2 separate regions of the Bombyx mori genome follow, and region 2 is linked to region 1. The links are chromatin contacts, called in public Hi-C maps. All regions are on one chromosome and are shown on one strand. The core of a region is the stretch at or near the end of the contact, and the rest is flanking DNA. Distances in the headings are between cores, read along the strand shown. Region 1 overlaps LOC101743969 (methylcytosine dioxygenase TET). Region 2 holds the start of LOC101743969 (methylcytosine dioxygenase TET).

Region 1 (2,916 bases), core at 99-2,598:
ATATAAGTTCTAAGGTCTCAGTATAGTTACAACGGCTGCCCCACCCTTCAAACCGAAACGTATTATTGCTTCACGGCAGAAATAAGCAGGGTGGGAGTACCTACCCGTGCGGACTCACAAGAGGTCCTATCACCAGTAATTACGTAAATTATAATATTGCGGGTTGGATTTTTATTATACGATGTTATTCCTTCACCGTGGAAGTCAATCGAGAACATTTGTTAAGTACGTATTTCATTAGAAAAATTGGTACCCGCCTGCGGGATTCGAACACTGGTGCATTGCTAGATACGAATGCACCGGACGTCTTATCCTTTAGGCTACGCGACGACTTGTTTTTGTTAATTGATGATGCAAAAACGCCAAAACCGATTTAGATTGAGTTTCGCGCATAGAACGTTTATAACCTGGATACGTTTTATTATAGTACATAGCTCGGACAACACAGAATGAATATGCTTTAATAAATACGTCAGTGTTCGCGGATTTGTGAGTTTACGTACCCACAAAACTTACAGCTTTTGAACGCAACTCTTTACGTAATAAATACGTATAAATACGTAGAAAATACATATTTCATTATTTCGGATTTACAAATTTAACACGAGTGAAAAGGCGTGCCATGTCATAACGTTGTCTTAAATACATTTAGTTTTAGTTTTATGTTGTATTATTTTAAATTTATACTTATATTCTATATCAATTTAATGTTGACAACGATGTTAAATAAAATTGATATTTACCTATCCACGATAAGGTCTTCTTATGACATAAATTTTACAAATACCGTCTAAAATAACATTAGAGTGATGTCCAATGACGATTAATACGCGTAGTAAGTACACATAGTACTATCGCATAGCTGTTATAATGAATAATAACTATTTTAATTTAAAAAGCCGTTATGACCTAATTCTACTTTGAATTTTGAAATAAGGAAATGTTCCACGTGTCTTATCTTTACATCAGTATAACATAATTCGAAGTTGAACTACTTATTTAAATTATAAAAGAACAGTTACGCGTCTGTAATTATTTTAATACGTGTACAACAATAATTCCAGTCGTTTGTAAATGTGAGTTTTATTTTTAAACTTCAACAAATTGATGAATAGTAATCGTTTTAATGTATACTAACTGAAACCAGTTAGAAGCAGATGTTTCTCACACTATTTATTCATAATACTTAATCAAAATGATCCTTTAACCTGTTCAGGATAATTAGAAATCCTTAAAAATTTGAATGTGAATAGACGACGAGTAAGCGAGACGGCCTTAGGTCAGAAAGAGACCGAGCTATAACAAATGCTGTTCGCATTCTAATAACACAAAAACAGGAGTAACGAACTAAAACGCCAGGTGCGAGTCGCCGCCATGTGCTTAGTAACAGAAACTGTTTATTTATTCGTTGGTACATCATACAACAGCTCGCTGTTTTAATTATTACGTATGAAAAAAATTCTACCAATCAGTGACAGCTGTTGTTCTAAAACTTGAAAGTAATTTGTTTTGTACAGAATTCGCCATTTTAATTTCCAAGGCTCGATTTTCAACGATGGCTTCCAAACGTTAAACAATCATAATACACTAAAATGAAAAATGTCCACGAAAATAGCTGTAATTTGTGAGTATTTAGTAAAATTGATAAAACACGGCTTAGAAACCAAAATCAAAATTAGAATATTTTTGAATTAGATGCTTAAAAAATAAATCGTCGTCACTGCGCCATCTCTGTAACACACGAGGAACTTTTGCTCGGCGCGACATCTGCTGTCAAGTAGAAGAACTTCGTGAATCCTAGCCATTTCATATTAGTTTAGTTTTGAGTTCACAGATGGCGGTTTAACAAAAAAACATTTCAAATTACTTAATATACATAGTATTTCAAATAGAAACAAATTTAACAGAATTTATTAATATTTTAACTATTTAACTTTCATCGTCATACTAAAAACAATACTTCGACCACTAATACCGCTAATAAGTCGCCACTTAACCCATCCATTGCATGTTTGTCTATTCATTTTTCCTTTTTGTGTTAACGTTCTCCTTTGTTTTTTTACTTACTTTATTTTTGCTTTATGTTAAGTCTGTGGTGTGTCTGTGTTGTTATAGCTTATTTTGGCGCCGGACGGAACATTGCAGACCGTGAAGAGCGAGTCTCGTCGAGGTCGCGGTAGAGGGCGCGCAACGGCCACTCCAGTAAGTACATAAACCCATTTCCTTATTTTTCATTTCTTTTTTATTTCTTTATGTCATGTGAATCCTTAGTGGTGACTAATCTAGTAACTAGCTACACATCTTTAACAAATAACATTTATTAAACTTTATTACTACCATTAATCTTCACTTTCAGAGAATGCAGTTATTTTATCATGGAATATTGTACTCTCAGATATTTGTTGATCAATTTATTATAATTCGTATATGTTTATTTATTTTTAAAAATTTATTCCTGCTCGTATCTCATATTAGCCTCACGTTCCCTTTTATTGTTCTCAAGTTGGCAGAACAATTACAGACTAAACCAATCGCCCATGACATAACTAGAATGGAAATGCATGAATTTCATAATTAAAATTAAATAGTCGTGAATACACATTTAATCGCGTAGATGTAAGCGAGATAGACTAAAAGAAGTTAAGAGCATTTTCGCTGGCATGGACCATTTAAACACCAACTATGAACCAATCATAGTGAATGTTTACCAAAATTGTTCATTGATTCGGTCCGATTTAAGACATCCAGCTAACAGATATTATCTGATAAAAAATTTTTTTGATTAATCAATTCATTACTGACCATTTCTTTAAAAAAAAAAATTGATCCTGTTTCGGTAGAGGAAACAAGTAAATACGGAACATTGATAATGATTTACACATACGCCATTTCAGTCGAAATAGCAAAGACCTTTTT
Region 2 (3,133 bases), core at 306-2,805, 74 kb before region 1:
TTATTTAAAATACCAGAAAGTAAACTAAGAACTCTCTGTTATTAAATACTTCATTTAGCAAACGGATTGATTGGTTGCTCTTTTTTCAGTATTTTGAAGTGTTCGAATTTGAATTACAATTACATTGTGAGCACTTCGGTTCTTCGCAATTATATTGGACCTAACTACAATATAATTATAACGGCAGATGGTGAGATCGTGACAAATAGATAATGAGTGAACAGAGCTGAGTAATTCGTGTAGGAGGTGAAATTCTGATGACTCACAGCTCGGGGGTGAACTAGCCCCCAGTTTACTACGCGAATACTATTCTATGAGTTTTCTCGGAACCGTGTGACTAAGTATATTCCTAAAAGTTTTGTAAAAAACATACATCCCTCTGAATTGGATTCTATCTAGCTCCTAGAGATATTTAAGCACGAAACCTATCTATTCAGTTGCAAAATTAAATAAATATAATACATTCAAAAGCTCTGAAGATTAATGTAGAGTCAAACAAATATGTATGTAGAGTGGTGAAATTATTACTTTTTGCTGTAAAATAGATAGACCAGCCAACGCTCACTTTGTATTATATTACTGGAGGTTGTAAATGTCACTCCGAGAATGCCACCACCCAGCATGAGCAGCAAACGGCGGTCTGTGAGACCAAGCCGAACGAGTTCACAATAAATAACACAAATCAAACATTCCTGAGTCTCTATTATGTAGTTATGTTTTTATGAAAAAATTATATCTACCCGCAAATATTTAAACGGGACTTAGATGTGTCCGTCGATGTGAACACACTGGGCATCATATGACATAGAGACGTTTAATTACCTCGCACTCTGTTATAATCGATTTCGTGACTTTATGTTTGTAAAATCAATTAATAATCGATTATATTTATCCCTATAGATCAGAGTATACTTAGTAGAAAATTGGGACAATATATACGTTCTCGATAGGGCAGTGTTTTACGAGGGGGTCATATGAAAACGAGCGAGTCGAGTGTGGCCGTGGTCGGTGTAGAGCGGGGCTCCTCAGGGCAGGGGCTGGATGTAGCCTGCACGGGGAGCTTACCCTCTTTGCACCTTACGCACTAAACGCAAAACAATCGGAAACACCAACCTGTCGCGAAACGGGGAATATAACGCGCCCCTTTCCGAATACGAACAGAGAAAATAATTCGATTAAGCTTTTCTGGATTTGGGAGTAAATCTTAGGAAAGGTGTACTTTTTAAAACTTTGAAAGCTTCGCACCGAAGAATGAGTCATTACAAAAACGAAGTGCGTCGCGGTACCGCTGCAAGCACGCACCGATCGATAATAACGCCGACGCGGACGCGAAAGCTTCAAGTAAACAGATCGAAGCTTTGAAGCGAATGTGCTCCGTATCGAATCCCGCCAAATGCAACGACAGCTGTGCGTAGCGGCGACGGCTACGCGCTACGCGGCTCTACACCGGCGTATTATTATTATTTGTAAACAAGCGTGTGCGGGCGCGGGGCGTCACGTGACCGCGCGCCATTGGCCGCCGCGGCAGCTGCGTGCGGCCGCACGTTACGCGCCAGTCCGCCGCCGACCCTAGTCGCGTACAGACGCGCGTGTTATATCACAAGCGGGACGCAACAGTCACGCGATCGCGAACTTCGATTCCCTTTTTGTTTATTTTTCACTTGCGTCCTTCGGTCCGTTTTGTTTTCGTGGCGGCCAAGCAAAGAAACAAAAGGAGGCGGATGGATCGAGTGACCGGAGAAGGTACGGAGTTTGTGCAAAAGTTTAGTGTCGAAGTGCAAGTGTGCAACTGTAGTGAAGTAGAAGAGTAGAAGCTTCTGGTTTAGTGGATTGTTTGTTGTAGTATAGAGGTATATAGAGCGACAGCACTAGAGCGTGAAGCGGACTCCTGTGCGCGTTCGCGTGCTTCCGCTCAAGCTTTCGTTGTGTGCTTTCGCGAATCGATCCCCGTTTTCCTGCTACGCATTTTGTCAAGAGTGCTTTTGTATAGAAGAAGTTGGTTATTGCATCACGTCCGTAGGTATTGTCTCCTGCCAATAGACAAACTCGTAGTTCATAGTTAGACCCGTATCCTTGTGTAGAGTCATACGCACGACAAGCTATTACTAATTAGTTTGTATGTACTCGTAGAAGTTTACATCTCATTCAAACATTCTTCAAAGTTACTTAATTTTGATCGCCGGATAATTCAGAACTACGAATTAGCCTTAATTAAATTAATTTGATAGATTGGAGTTCACCCTTCTTAAAGCAAAGAGCTTTAATAAAGCAATACGGACAAGTTATGACTATAATAATATTCAGATGTGTACATTGATTTTATTTTGGTTTTGTTGAATAAGCGGTTTCTATTAAGTTGTTAGAATTGTTCATAACGATCTTTAAGCATGGTTATTCTGAGCTCTATATTTATATTTAATTTAAATTCGAAGACTTTTGATACGAAGTCCAGTCTAGTATCTATTAATCGATTGATTTAAATGAAACACTTCACATATCTGGTCTTTATCGTAAGCTTAATAAAATTCTAAAGGTTTGGACTTTAGGTAGAGACACGTTTTCCTTCGTTTCTTTTGGGAATCTACAAATGAAATAAAATTTTGAAAAAAACGTTTCTTTTAGTATCTATTAAATTGGCAACAAAGTTAACCGCTGTAAATTTATTTGCGTGGCAGGAAAATGGGAAGAAAACAAAACGCATGGAGTGACGCATGTCCCTTCCTACCATTGTGACCAGTGCATGATGTCACTTAGACCTTAATTGCAGCAAAATGAAAAAAAAAAAACAAATGGCATTATGTTACAATTTTATTGTGTTTATAATATTGTTTGACTAAAGAGTAATAGTAATGTTATGTGATTAATATATTAGTTAAAATTAAAATATAATTTAAATCAAATACCGCAACATTCCTAGTTCTACTAACTTGCTTATGTGCTATGCTTATGCACAGTGGTTGTCTGGAAGTGATCGCTGTCAACACCTATATACAAGTCGTCGTGCTTTATGTTACTTTTGCTTGTCAGAAATAAGGATAGCTTTAACTTGGATGCTGCAATCCAGTTTGAGACGTGCTATCGGTGTCTAGAAGGCGAAGATTTTTCTATAGAAATAGGTTATCTAACGACCAAA

What was found. A called contact is a pair of places that touch in the nucleus more often than the background predicts.
Region 2: a contact with region 1 is called in a Hi-C map of middle silk gland, with 4 times the contacts expected there. The contact joins the promoter of LOC101743969 here to the enhancer-like site in region 1. A contact is called at or near these places in 6 of 7 Hi-C or Micro-C datasets (middle silk gland, midgut, posterior silk gland and 1 more).

What each region holds. Positions count from the first base shown.
Region 1 is chr22:3,073,318-3,076,233 of ASM3026992v2, reverse strand. It overlaps LOC101743969 (methylcytosine dioxygenase TET), which reads left to right. Exons shown (of 12, transcript XM_038019059.2): 4 at 2,116-2,202. Among protein-coding and RNA genes, the nearest start is that of LOC101743969, 74 kb to the left of the region's middle. Within about 2 kb of position 1,348, at least 5 of the 8 cell types and tissues checked have open chromatin away from gene starts, as enhancers often do.
Region 2 is chr22:3,147,340-3,150,472 of ASM3026992v2, reverse strand. LOC101743969 (methylcytosine dioxygenase TET) reads left to right here and starts at 1,555. Exons shown (of 12, transcript XM_038019059.2): 1 at 1,555-1,743.